Linked DNA regions of Gossypium arboreum: region 2 is linked to region 1. The links are chromatin contacts, called in public Hi-C maps. All regions are on one chromosome and are shown on one strand. The core of a region is the stretch at or near the end of the contact, and the rest is flanking DNA. Distances in the headings are between cores, read along the strand shown. Region 1 holds the start of LOC108474376 (50S ribosomal protein L15, chloroplastic). Region 2 holds the start of LOC108474594.

Region 1 (7,462 bases), core at 3,064-5,563:
ATTTTCAAATATATATTTTCTATGCATGTATATATATTATATTATCATTTCATGTATTTTGAACTATTGCATTATATTTTTATAATTTGTAAATGTTCTATTTATTTATTTTTTAGTGTATGTCATTTATCTTATTTGTGCATAGTTTCATTTTTTATATGCTATGTTTAATTATTTCTTTTATGTGCTATTTTATGATATATATTGTTGTATAATTTTTGCATGTATTATGTTTTTCTTTTAATTTACTCATGTTTTTATTTGTTTATTATCTTATATTTACTTTGGTATGATTTTTTCATTAAACGTATGTTCATGTTATTTAGTTTTGTCTTAATGATATTATTTATGTTTGTATGGAAATGTTAAAATATTTTGTACATCTATGCTTCATGATGCATTAATATGTCATCCTAAGACGTCATTTAAAATAATATTCCAAGGTTTTTTTAAAAAAAATAAAAGGCAATGCTTGATGTTTGGAAACTTTGAGAAAGGTAGTGCCCTAACTTACTGGGTTGCGACTTTTCTCGTTGAATTCGAATAGTCAAGCACCATTCTAAGTGATTTTGAGTTTTCAAAACTTAAACAATTATTTCGAGATTTCAAAACATAGTGTCCTAACTTACTAGTTATGGCGTTTTGTTGTTTCGAGATAGAAATTTTCGAAAGACGAGCTTAGTTTCGAAGGTTTTAAAATGTTGTGTCCTAACTTACTGGATGTGATATTTTGACTCGTTTGAAATAGATGAGCCTTAATTTTCAAAACTGAGACATTCTAATTAAAAAAGGTTTGCATCTTAAAACTTTCAAATTTCCGACATTAAAGACACTTGATAATCAATTAGGTACCAATTTTTGGGCGTTACGAGGGTGCTAACCCTTCCTCGTACGTAACGACTCCCGAATCCGTTTTCTCGACTTTCGTAGACCAAAATTAATGTTTTAAAACAAAACATTTTATAAGGTGATCCAATCACACCTAAAAAGATTGGTGGCGACTCCCGTTTTCGTTTTTCTTAAAGTCGATTCTCATTTTCCAAAACTCGATTTAAAAATGGTTTCGACAGTGTGCATTACTTGGATAACAAAAGAATAGAGTAGTAAAATAAAAATCAACCTATTTTTTCCTGACATGCAGTGAACAAGGACTCGAGCCTTATCCCTCTCACATTACTTTGCAAAAATGAACCACATGTCATAATATACCGACGAGAATATAAAAGTATGCAACACGCCAACTCGAAGTGTTTGAGTTATTGTTCGCGTATCTGCAAGCAAAACTCTCCAACTTCCATTTTTAACTAGGTTAATAAAAGGGCATCATGAGCAGATTAAATCACACAAGATTATGAAGTTGGAAAAAGTGATTGAGATGTAAAGAAAATATTTCAGGAAGGTTTCAAATTTGTGAACATGCAGAGCCCCTAGGAAGCATATATATTTAATTCTGCTCAGATCAACCTCTTGAAATTTGCAAAGGAAAAAATGTTTGATGCATCAAAGAGGGAATACCAAAGTCATGCACAAAAGAGGTGATACCAAAATTAACCTTTATAGCAAACTGAAACTTGATAATACAACACAAATATTCCGCACCTAAAAATTGTACTGCATTATCACATATCCATGGAAGAAATTGGAAGAGAGAAAGTAGAAAAGGAAGATAGTGTTTTGTTACCAAATATCTATGGACTCGATTGAATAAAAAATGAACAGATAGGGGAATGGCCTCCTCTCTTTCTCAATGCTTTGTTTTTGTTAATGCCATAAAGGAAGAATGCTAAACGTTGGCAGCAAGCAGCTAGCCTACGGGATGAAAGATAGAATGCCACTAGATCAATGATGAAAGTAGCTATGGTTTAGTGATAGTGTCCATGGAGAGGTGAAAGAGTTGCTTTGGTTCAAGTCAGGAAAGAATTTGACTAAGAAAGAAAGGCTCTATGTTTCATAGAGATAGAAGCATATTATATAAGAGCAGAAAATCAAAGAAAAAAAACAAATCTAGGGTAATAGAAGAGCAAGCATAAACTGAATGATGCAAAACCCAGAAACAAATAGATTTTAAATAAAGCATAGAAGAAGAAGAAGAAGAAGAAGATTCTTCAACAGACTGATACAAATTCCAAACAGATGCAAAATCCAAATAGATTCTTCAACAAAAGAATAAAAAAGGAAGAAGAAGATTTGAGTGAGAGAGGTGACAAATTGAATGAAATACAGAGTAAAGCATAAAAAAGTTACATTGAGCTTTATTTCAGGAAGGGAACTGGTTCAATTGGATGAAGAAAGAGAAGGACGGAAGGAGGAGGAAAGATGGAAAATGTCTTACAGAAATAAAATCGGTAAGACATTTTCCCCAAAATCCCTCCTCATTTTCCCATGTTTCTAAATATTTTACCAATGTAAGTGATTTTCAAGCAAACAAACACTGGAAAACTAGGAAAACATTTTCCGGAAAATGTTTTCCTGGTAAACAAATAGACCCTAAAATGAAATACCATGCTAGCTTTTCAAGTTGTCAAAATTCCAAGGTTAACAATGGCTTCTTTCTCCATTTACAATTGGTGAAGAAGAAAATGAAAAAGATGAATAAAGCATTTTGGTTTTATTTATTTTAATTTAATTGATCAAATTACCATTTTAACCTTGGTTAATAAATAAATAAAACACCAATTTCATGCCATAATTGTCCACTAACTCCTTGAATGGTCTAATTACCAATTAAATCCCTTTTCCTTTATTCAACTAACCATTTAATCACTCAAATCAAATAGTGATCAAATTTTACATCTTTTACGATTTAGTCCTTTTTAATTAATTAAATATCGAAATGTTAAAATTTTTCAACGAAACTTTAAAACCACCTTAATGGCACTCCAATATTTACGGCTCGGTTTATAGAAACGAGGTTCCAATACCTCATTTTCTAAAACCATTTGACCTTAGGGTCTTACCACTAGAACTTAATTAATTGCTTAAATAATATAAATTATCACATCCAAAACTTTTTTAAAATCACATTTGACTCATAATAATATTTACGAACTTATTCGTCAAATTTATTGGCTCCGAAACCACTATTTTTGACACCACTGAAAAACGGGCTATTACAGATTCATTAGTGCAATTGGAATAAACTATGCGATATAAAAGAAGATGGGGGAATGAGATTCAAGAATCTATCTAAATTTAGTTTGGCCCTCCTTGCAAAATAGGGACGATGTTTAATGCATTACCCAGATTCGCTATTAGCTAGAACTTTGAAAGCTAAATAATATCCAAATGATGATTTCATGCATTTAGAGTTATGTAATTACCTTTCTTATACCTAGAGGAGCATATGGACGACGAAGAGATTGCCGAAGAAATTGGGGACTCCAAGGAATGAACCAAATCATTAAAACCAAAGAGGCTACCCTTGATTAAAGCTTGTGGTTTCTCCTGGATTTCAGAATTAGAAGTCGGCAAAAATATAAAAGTAAATGGAAAAAAAAGAAGAAATTGGAATCCTTGAAGGGGTCAATTTTGATGCTACCTTGGAGTGCCAATTTCCAGAACATGAAACACATTGGAGAAGAAACAAGACACAATGGATTTGGAATTCTAAAGCAAATTGGATGGATTTGAAGAGCGAATTGAATGAAACCCTTCAACTATGGTTGCTTAATCTTCAAGCCTTGATTAAATTTTTTAAAAATTAATTTCATATATTTTTTTAAAAATGGAATTTATAAATTGATTAAGAGGATGAGTGAATTAGATGGATATGCAATTGAGCATACTTAAATAATGATTAGTAGATTATCTTGAAAGATTTTAACACCAATCTTAAAAAACATAATAAAATAAACTATTTTTAATAAACTAAATAGACAAACAAAATTATAATATATAATACACCAAATAAACACACATATAACTATTCCCATTCAGATTCCCACTATAGCAAATCAAATGAATTATATATATAAATTTCCATTGCCTACTGATTCCATATGACTTAAGGATAGTAGCCAACACACTAACACTAACCCTTATGTGAAGATTAGGCTCCAAAGTTAGGTTGACCTCGGAACATGACTTGAGGAATGATTTTCGTGTTTAAAGAGAGAATTCATGGAACATATCCTGTTTTATCATTGAATAATTATTTTTAAATAATAAAATGAGTTGGATCAGGCTGAAAAATTTAGCCCAAGTCCACCCAAATCATACCCAGCCCATGAAGGCAGTACGGGCGGCGGTATTTGAATTAAAACATAGATTTACAAAAATGCCCTTAAAAACTAAAATAATTCCCTCGTCTCCTCTAAAGATTACACATCTTATCCGTTTCCACAAACATCAATGTGTAAAGCATTTGAGCATTAAAATCATACATGACATAGCTTTTTACATTTCATCTTCAACATCTTCACTGCAATGGCAACCATGCTCTCACTCTCTCCAAATCCTCCCATCACAACTTTACCCTCTCTTCGTTCCACTTTCAAGGTTCTTCTTTCCCTCTCTCTTTTATTTTATGTTCCACTTCGGATTGCTTACTTGAATTCCCCCTCCGCCCCTATTTGTTGCAGGGAAATCTGAGGAATTTAAAACCAAACCCTTTTCACATTATTCGTATCAGGACCAAGCAGCAAGGGGTAGAGGCACGAAAGGGGACACGGTCTTTAGTGGTTGTGAACCAAGCAGCAACAACCCAAGTGTCGGTTACAGCTTCTAATATGAGGTTTCGGTTGGACAACCTGGGACCTCAGCCTGGGTCAAGAAAGAAAGGGAAGAGAAAGGGGAGAGGAATATCGGCTGGACAAGGTGGGAGCTGTGGGTTTGGAATGAGGGGTCAAAAATCACGTTCTGGCCCAGGTGTTAGAAAGGGATTTGAGGGTGGCCAAATGCCACTCTATAGGCGTATCCCCAAATTGAGAGGAATTGCCGGAGGTAATCTTTATTTATTTATTTTTACTTCAAATGCTTTATTATGGAATTGTGGTTTCTGGGTTAGAATTCCTGGGATAATGGAGCTGGTGCTGGGGTGTTTATAAGTAAAATCATTTTCTTCTTCCCATTTATGGTAGGGAGCATAAAAAGCTTGTCTTAGGGAGAAAATATAAATATATAAATGTGCACATGTCAAATATTTATGGAAGATATTCCCAATGTAACTAAAAAGCTGAAATGCTAAACCAGTTTTTACTGAAATTTATCAACACCTCTAGTATTTTAATAAAACTTCGTTTACCCTTAGTAGTGCCCCTCCCAAGCTACCAAAATTATCCATTGTGTTGAAGGAGAAAATCTGAGGATGGTTTTACAAGGTAGAGATTCTGATGCTGATAATGCTTTAGAGGAGTTTGAAGGATTTTCCTTACTCATATTGTTAGGATTTTCTTTTTTCTTCTTTTGTGAATTTATTTTGAAGCTTAGTTGTAGTATCCGTTACTATGGAGCTCTTGCTTATCCTATGGCTAGTCTTAAGGCCCCAAAAGCTTTGTTCACATTTGCATTTGTGTTACAAAAGCCTAACCTTCTTGTAATATATTTTGAGATCAAATTGAATGAATCTAGTAAAAAGGGCAAGATAATGATTACCATTATTGCCTCATTTGAGAATTTGAAGAACATAAGAGAACTTAATATGCTAAATGGAACTAATTATTTAAGACAAAAATGAAGCCTTTTATTATGGTTAACAATTTCACTGTGAAATATTGCTTTAGGGTTATTCCTACCCAAGTTTGCATAGAACCGCTTATATTGACTACATTCATTTTGAAGTAAATAGTGACTCACAGTGTACCCCTTCGTTTTCCTAGATATAAAAGGTTTTCATCATCTATTTGTTTAAATGAGTTAGGTCAAGTATATTGATCAAACAAGAGGAGGATGGAATTTGTTCTAAAACGAATTAGTATGTTTTTTAGAAAAGCAAGAGTATTTGCAAAATACTTGGTTTTGAAAATCAAGTTAGTAAGCAATAAAAATAAAAGAGTTGAGAGAGAAAAAGCCTGTCACTTTGAAACAATGACGAATTCCAAGCAAACAATATGCATCTATTTCATATGTGGGAAGTAGTTTAATAGTTACCATTGGTGGTGAGATCATGTGATGATTGGCAGATTGATCAGTTTGAGTGGAATACTGTGCTCTTGTGCCCTTGGAGGGGATAAGCCTTTTGGCTTTTCAAAGACATCAGCAAAAGAATCCAATAGTGGCCGTAGCTGAGGTGAAGTGCTTATTTCTAGATAGTCACTACTAAGCAAGTAAGGTTGTCCAAGTACCTTGGGATCTTTTTCCACCGACTTTTGTAGCTTGCTATCCAGAATAATTTTCAGTTGGCCCTCTTGTTGTCCCCTTAAGAGTGATTTGCTGACCATCTTTTTGAAAAGAGAGAGTCATGGTTTTGAAATCAAACACGAGTGGTCTGTATGTCCTCATCCAATCTACCCCAAGCACCATGTCACTCCCTTCCAGAGGTAAGACTCTCATATCATATTGAAAGTGGTGTCCTTGCATACTCCATTGTAGTTGCATACATTTAGCTAGACTGTATAATATCTTTCCATTAGCAACTGGAAGTGATAAAGGCTTGGTTTGTTGAACCTCTACACCTTCCTTTGCCCATTTGGGAGTCACAAAGATATGAGTGGTCCCACTGACCACCAAAATACTCACTGGTTTACCTTTGATGCTGCCTTGAATTCTAAGTAGGTTATGCCCCGTATTGCCAGTCAAAGCATTCATAGAGACCTCCAGCTCCTTCTCATTGTATTTTTGTTCCTTAACCTCTTCACCTTCTTGTTCCTCCAAGGAGTCATTCTTAGCTTCCATTTCTTCTGTTAAAGTCTCATTAACAGTCAATGAATTAGGCTGTTTGGTTTTGCAACACTGCCCAGGGTGAAATTTCTCTCCACATTCAAAGCAAAGGTTCAAGGCGCTCCTTTGGTCTATAAGATTTTGTTTGTTCAGGTTTTGATTCTGTATATGGATATTTTTTGGGGTGTGGGATGATACGGAGTTGTATTTTTCTGGTTTGGCAAGAAAAAGGTGGTAGTATTTGGTTCTGATGGTGGCTTTTGTCTTTTATTCTCAAGCACCAAGGAAAGTTCATGTAGTTTAGCTACCCTGAAAGCTGCATTCAAGGTGGTAGTTCATTTGCCTTAGTTCTAGGCTTTAGATCCTCTCTTAACCCACTTATAAAGCTGGAAATGAAGTAGCTTTCTGATAAGGAGGGCTTATGTTGCAGCGTATGAGGCCAAAGTTCCTCAAATTTCTCTTGGTACTCCTCAACTGTGGATTTTTGGGATAATTTGTTGAACTCCTCAATGATGTCAGAACAGGTTTTGTCACAAAACCTTTGACGTAAATCAATCACAAACTCTGACCAAGTCACTACATTTTTTTCCATTATATACCCATCAAACCAAATCTCAGCTTTGCCCACAAGGTACATTGAGGCTAG
Region 2 (7,442 bases), core at 3,006-5,505, 510 kb after region 1:
GCTAAATCATTTTGTCTGTGAACATGAGCTATATGATGTTCAACTTTTATCCCAATTGACATGCAATAATCATTAAAAACTTGGAATGTAAACTCACCAACATTAGCAAGATGAATTGTTTTAATTGCATAATCTGAAATTAATTATTTAAAAAAGCAATCTCACAAACGACAAGTTGCAAGTTGACAATGAATGTGATTATTTTGTAGATCCATCTACAAAAATCATATAATATCAAAACCATCCACATGGTGGATGAATGGGCCCATATTCATTTCAGAAATGCAAAACATTAAATCTCAACTTTAGCTAGTGAGTTTCTAATAATCAATTTTCATTGAGAACAAATAACAAATGATAATTTTTTAAATTAAAGAATCTTCTGATTCTTTAATTGAATGTCCATATGAATTCTCAATTAATTTTCGCATCATTTATGATCTTGGATGGTTTAACTGGTCACACCAAGTAGTAAACGCATTTGTATTAGTAAACTTCTAGCGTGTGTTTCAATTGTACTAAATTGTAACAAATTGATAATTTTATTATCATTCCTTTTAATTTGTATCCACATATAAGTACTATTGTGACATTTACTACTGAAAATGTCTAAATCAATGTAAAGTCTATAATGCCACCAAGTCAATAAATATAATTTCCAAATAATTGTATGCAATATTCGATTCAGGGAATATGTCAAAATCTTCAAATGCACAAAAATCTATTAATAGCAAACTTTGAGAGTGAATCTTATTTTCCATGTGTATAACAGATACAAAACCAATGACTTTTCATACATAAGTTTTCTCTCTTGCAAGTTCTCATCAGTAATATTTTATCACATAATTTTAATTGAAAACTTATTCTGAATACTGTAGAGTTTATACTCACAGTTTTTAAAAAATACTTGCAACTTTAGATACGTCCAACCATAATAAGCTTTAGATAGAATTATCATATTCTATTACTCATTAGTATATCTTTCACAATCAAATATTTTGCTTTCAACCCTTTAATAGGGATGATGGCAAAAGAATATCATAAAGATTATAAATTAATAACTCAATCCCTTTTTATTCATATGAAATATAATATTTTCCTCATTCACAATCTCAATATGAGATCTATTACAAATAACTTTTAAAAGTAATGAATTAACCATCACAAATTTTGTGCTTTTTAGATAGTGATATATTAGCTCTTCTGGAGCTTTCAACTAATTTTATACTATCAAATATTGAGATAATATTTGTTTATTTCAATACCAAATAAGATAAATATTTTCTATCCATAATGATAAAATTCATTCCTACATTTTTATATCCTTCCTCAAAGGATATTAACAGAAACAAAATATTTGGGCATACGCCACATATGTGGCCAATAATATTTCATATCACATATTGATAACATAAGTTATCTTGAGAATTCTCGTTGTTCTCTTATTTATTACTATGTTCCCACTTTTAGTGGTCCATTAGTATATGTTATATTTTCTTTATGTTTACATTCACTTCGGAGAATGCAACAAATCTAGTAGGACAGACTTATAAACATCCCAATAGATTCTTTATTTCATAATTACCATCGCAAACATGCGTGAGATTTCAAATCAAAATCTATCTATGTATGTTGTCATGATTAGTCTCCAATTATTATAAACAATAAATAAAACATAGTAAAATATACCTGAAGGTCTTTAACATCATCGTCATCACTAGAAGGTATGAGATAGTTTGAAAATATTCTTAATTTCATATAGATAACGATATCAAATCTTTCACCATCCTTAAGAACAAGTAAAATAAGTTAATCAAAACAATGATCACATATAATTAAAGAAGAATGAAAAATAATAATCAGATATGAAACATTAAATAAAAGAAACTTCCTGTAAAAACTTTGCATCTTGCCATCAAAGAAATTGAAAATCATGGAGGATAAATTTGATCGTCGATAAAAAGAACTATCACTTTGAGCAAGATCGTGCTGATAACGTGTTATAAAATAAAGAAAGATGGAGAGAATAAAGAACAAAGAAAATATGAAAGCAGCAGAGAATGTACTTTATTGATCAAAGGGGTGATTACAATGCTTCATCAGAGTTTCTATTTAAAAGCATAAGAAGTATAAAAAAAGTAGTGATCTAATTCTAATAACTATTAGAATTTAAAGTACATTAAAACTTTATCTTGATCATAATAGACATCCACTTAATAAGATATTCATAACAAATAAAAATTTATTACTCTATTATTCTGATATATTGTTATGGCATAAAATTATTAACACATAAAATTGTAATACCAAAATTTTAATCAAAATATCATAAATAGAGTAACAAAAATAAGTAATTATATACGTACTTTAAACAAATTAGTTTATTGGGGCAAGTGGCCAAATTATGCTATAGCAATCATGAACTTTGTTTGAGAAAATGAACTTAATATTGTTAACTTCAACACTCTTCTGATTAGCATGCAATATTTCTCTACAAAGGCCAAAGCTTTGAAAAGTCTCTACATATCATCTCTATATTGTAGGAAACCTCTACAGTAGGATATGAAACATATTTGAAAATGTTGAAAAAAGATAGGAGATTAGAAGCGTTTTATTGAAAAAAAAAAGTGTTTTTGGGATTCCTAGGATAACTAAAAGTATAAATCATTATATTTATCTCAATTTTTACAAATAATAACTCAAATTTGAAATTATTTAAAATTAAACGGTTAATATTTTGACAATAAAAACGTAGCATCTTATTGGACAAAAACACAACCTATAAGATGAGATGTTGCCTCAACATAAAACACATTCTACAGTGAGCTTTCGCTTCTGTGATAATTAACTATGGAAAATTGGTTTACTTAATTATTCTAAAAGAAAACCTATATTCTTTATTTAAAAAAAAAAAAACCCAACGATTTTACCTAATTACTAAATTCCCCCCTAGAGTTGATCATGGGCTGGGCGGCCTGGCCAGGCCCGAAGGCCCGCCCGAAAAATGAGAGGGTTTGGGTAAAAATATAGGCCTGAAAAATGGGCTTGGGCAAAAAAACGAAGCCCGTTTAGAAAACGAGCCGAGCCACAGGTAAGAGTTTTTTGGCTCAGGCCCGGCTCGGCTCGGCCCGAATTATATATTAATATATATTTTTATTTTATTTTTAATCATTTTAAATTTTTAATATAACTATTTTTTATTATATTGTCAATTTATGTATTGTTTTAAGAATTGCTTTAGTATTATTTTTATTTTTTAATATTTATTTTTATATTTTTAAATATATTTGATTTATTATATTTTTAAAATTTTTATTTAATGAAATAAGTAAAAAAAAAAATTTAATATGGGTCGGGCCGGGCCGGGCTTGGACTTAGTAATTTTATTTCGGACCGGGCTTGGACAAATTTTTAGGCCCATATTTCGGGCCGGGCCAAGCCCGAACCTAATAGACGGGCCTAAAATTTTGTCTGGACCCGGCCCGACCCGGCCCATGATCACCTCTACCCCCAACTCTATCAAATAATGTTTTAGTTGATTTTTTATTTTGAAAAATATGATTGATTTTCAATCCTTTTGCCATCTAATAAAATATGGTGAAATGTCCCGTGTACCCTTAAAAGGATTTTCCTTCAAGAAAAGCAAAATCTCGAACTGCATACCCCGCGTGATAACAAAGTGCAAATTAGTTTCCAGTTCCCAACTATCACCATCATCTCTTGCTCATTCTTAAGTATTTTTATTCTTTATTTTTATACAAAAGTTTAAAATAAAATTAAAGAATAAATATCAAAATTATATATCAATTATAATTTAACGTGTAACTGTATATATTAATTTTAATTTTATGTAATTTTATGTAATAAATTTTGATTTGATCAAAATTTTATAAATTATTAATACAATTATTGATATAACATCATTTTATATTTATATATTACATAAAAATTATATTTATTTAATATAAAAATAAATTGATATATTTTTCTCTTTAAATATATATGATTTACTTAAAATTAAAATTTTAAGTATAAATTTAAATTACAATTAAAATTTTACGTGCATAACTATACCAAATTAAAATTCATGTACATAATTATATATTAAATTAAAATTAATGCATAATTTTAATATTTATCTCTAAAATTAAAGTTGAACCAGTAAAAAGTTTTTTACTTTGGTAAACATGGTAATTGAAGGGCGCGTGATTCAGCGAACGAATAGAATAGGCGTGGGTCTAAAGTTGACACTTTTTGGAAAAGGAAAATATAGCCTTTCACTGCTTTCTACTACTCTGTTTACATTGCTTTGCTCAAATTCCACATTTTCTTCACTGAAAGCAGCAGCTAAACAAGGGCCGCTCTCTTTGCCTCACTTATCAATACCCTGTCAGTGCCTGCGTCAGCTCAAAGCAGAGATGGGAGAAGGAAAGGGCTCAACCCTAGTGCACCTTCTGGTGGTAGTCCTTAGCCTGGTCGCATTTGGGTTTGCCATTGCAGCCGAGAGAAGAAGAAGCGTTGTAAGCCCATTCTTTACTCTTTTCAGCTTTGCTTTAGATACCTCAAGCATCCCTTTCAATCTTCTTTTTTGGGGGGGTTTTAGTGCTTACTATTTTTGTATCTGATTTTTGAGTTGATAAAGAAACTAGGCTTTCTGAGGTGTGATATGTAGAGATCTGTGGGGTTTTAGAGTGAATTTTGATGGTTTTTGTTCGGATGGTATGTTTTAAGTTTCAGCTCCTCTGCAACTATTTCTTTATTCCATGATTCTACATGTAGAATATGTTATTAAATTATTCTTCTTTTTTCAATTATTTTTTTGTTGAAGATCTACGTTTAAGTTCATTAATTTACTCTCAAAATACATTATTTGTTCTTTCAATTGATGATATTTTAGTTCATTCCTTTCATGACTCACATGGCCCTCAAAAATAATGTGAACATTGTGCCTGATCTATCAGGAAAAAAAGAAAAGTTATAATAGTAAAAGCCCAATTTCAGCCAATTTGAGAAGCTTCTACATTGAGCATCTGGATTTCCCATTCCCCCTTCCCCGGTCAATGTCCGCTTCTTCAAACTTTCTTTTTATGGCAATGGCACTTCTCACATAATCTGAATGAGGCATCTGATGGTACATTGTCTTGAAACAGTAATTTATTTCATTGGTTTTTAATCCTACAAGCCACTATACACTAACTTCAATACTCTCCAGAGAGAAGGAAATATAAAATCATTTTTCTGACATTTCAATAAAAGATATCTCCAGCTTTACTATATAGTAAACATATTTAACAAGAAAGAATCACAGAATAGTGTACCTATTTAATTGTTCATACTTGTACTGAGCCGGTAATACTAAATTTCCTGCAAAGAGCCACCTGCTTCTTAATACATTGTCTGCAAGATATCTGTTGAAATACTTGACAATATGAAGTAAGATGCGCTTTTGCGTGCACTTATCCTAGCGTGGATTAGGCTTACATTGCTTCTTTCAACCTTATTTAATGCAGTAATATCTAGTGCAGTTTCTTGTAAGGTCCAAAACTTGTGATGCATAGGTACCTAATGAAGCACGTAATTATTTCAATGTGAAACTAAAGAAATATGCATGCTGACATCTCTCTAATATTAGTGCACTTGATATGTAGCTGAATTTTTTGTTTAATTTGAAATGGTCAGAAATTTGGGCTGCTGATAGGACTATGTTTAGGGTTTTAAGGTTTGGGGTCATTTCTATGTATGTAGTTATTGTATTTTGTAAAGCAGTAGGGGTTGGATATGACTTCGCTATTGGCAAATTTCAACCTCCTTCTGGAGATATTTTAAGCCCGAACATCAGGTTAGCCTCATGTGCATTGTTTAATTTATGACCTTTTAACCTTTACTTTACTGCATTGCAGGGCACTGTTGTTAAAGATGACATAACAAATTCTACATATTGTGTCTACAACTCGGATGTTGCCACTGGCTATGGAGTAGGTGCTTTCTTGTTTCTTCTTTCTGGCGAATCGCTGTTGATGGGAGTTACAAAGTGCATGTGTTTTGGGAGGCCATTAGCACCGGGTAGTGATCGAGCTTGGTCTATCATATATTTTGTCTCATCATGGTAAGTATTTCAGGTTGACATGCCACATCATGTTCATAAATCCATCACTCTTTGAACTTCAACCAAAGCTCTTCTCTGATTAGTCACCTTCCTACTTTTATGCTCCTTGCCCTCCTGTTTTAATGAAGTCTCAGTTATGATATGCCATACTATTTCCTTCTCTACCATTTGACCAATATGATTTCTATTTGAATTTTATTATCTTTCTTGCTTGTTTTCTATGTGGCTTTCTGCTCATATCATATATGTATACATACATATGTATGTACGTATATATTACTTTTAACCTTATGTGTATCCTGCTTGTTTTGGAAATTCCAAATGTTCATGCTACAGAGGAGATTTTTGTGGAAATCCTTTTCCCTTCTAATTCTTTTGTGCACCCGCATTTGCAGGTTGACTTTCTTGGTTGCAGAAGCATGTCTAATAGCGGGTGCAACTAGGAATGCTTATCACACCAAGTATCGTGGAATGATTTATGCCCAGAATTTCTCCTGTGAAACTTTGAGGAAAGGTGTCTTTATTGCAGGAGCAGTGTTTGTGGTTGCCACAATGATTCTCAACGTATACTACTACATGTATTTCGCCAAAGCAACCACCACAATGCCGGCTCACAAGGCAAATCGAACGAATTCAACTGTTGGGATGACTGGTTATGCTTAAGGTTAAATTACTCAATTAATGAAGCCAGGCAGATAAGTTTCACATCTTGTTCTAGTGTGACTTCGATTGACATTGTAATAAACAACTGTACTTGTTATGTTTGCGCTTTTCCATGATGCTACAGCTCAGGTAATGAATGTATGGTGTCAATGGAAGGAGCGATAGATTTGTTGGGAACAATGTACGTAAAGATCAAAGAAATGTCTTGGGGCTTGACCTCAGATGTCAGCCATCGCTTGGCCTAGTGATATTCTACAGAAACTCTGGGAACTATACTATATTAGCAACTTGTTTTATAAGGAAATTTGAGCTTGGTATATTAATTCTAGTATGTTGCTTGTTCTTGAATCTTGCGTGAGTCTATGTTTGATATTAATGTTAACAAGTAGCAACCGATTACATTAGACCTTAAAAGATCGTTTTGTCATTAATTGAAGATTGTTAGGACTTTTGCTCGTCAAATTGAAATTGGGGTAAGTTTTTCTTGTAGGTAAAATAGAGATGGATATTAAAAGTTTATTTACCTAATACGAAAATTTTCTTATTTAGAGAGTTAATCCACTATATTTAATGAGTGCAAAATGTAACCTCACTCTACTCTAAACAAAAGTATTGTCTTTCACTTCTATATTTTAAACATGATCGCTCACCTTCTAAGACTTAACTTTTTCCT

What was found. A called contact is a pair of places that touch in the nucleus more often than the background predicts.
Region 2: a Hi-C map of leaf shows a contact between it and region 1, with 2.8 times the contacts expected there. The contact joins the promoter of LOC108474594 here to the promoter of LOC108474376 in region 1. A contact is called at or near these places in 2 of 5 Hi-C or Micro-C datasets (both in leaf).

What each region holds. Positions count from the first base shown.
Region 1 is chr3:11,066,392-11,073,853 of ASM2569848v2, forward strand. LOC108474376 (50S ribosomal protein L15, chloroplastic) reads left to right here and starts at 4,314. Exons shown (of 4, transcript XM_017776283.2): 1 at 4,314-4,497; 2 at 4,581-4,941. The coding sequence starts at 4,426.
Region 2 is chr3:11,579,284-11,586,725 of ASM2569848v2, forward strand. LOC108474594 reads left to right here and starts at 4,256. Exons shown (of 3, transcript XM_017776567.2): 1 at 4,256-4,520; 2 at 5,901-6,106; 3 at 6,502-7,117. The coding sequence starts at 4,419. The coding sequence ends at 6,769.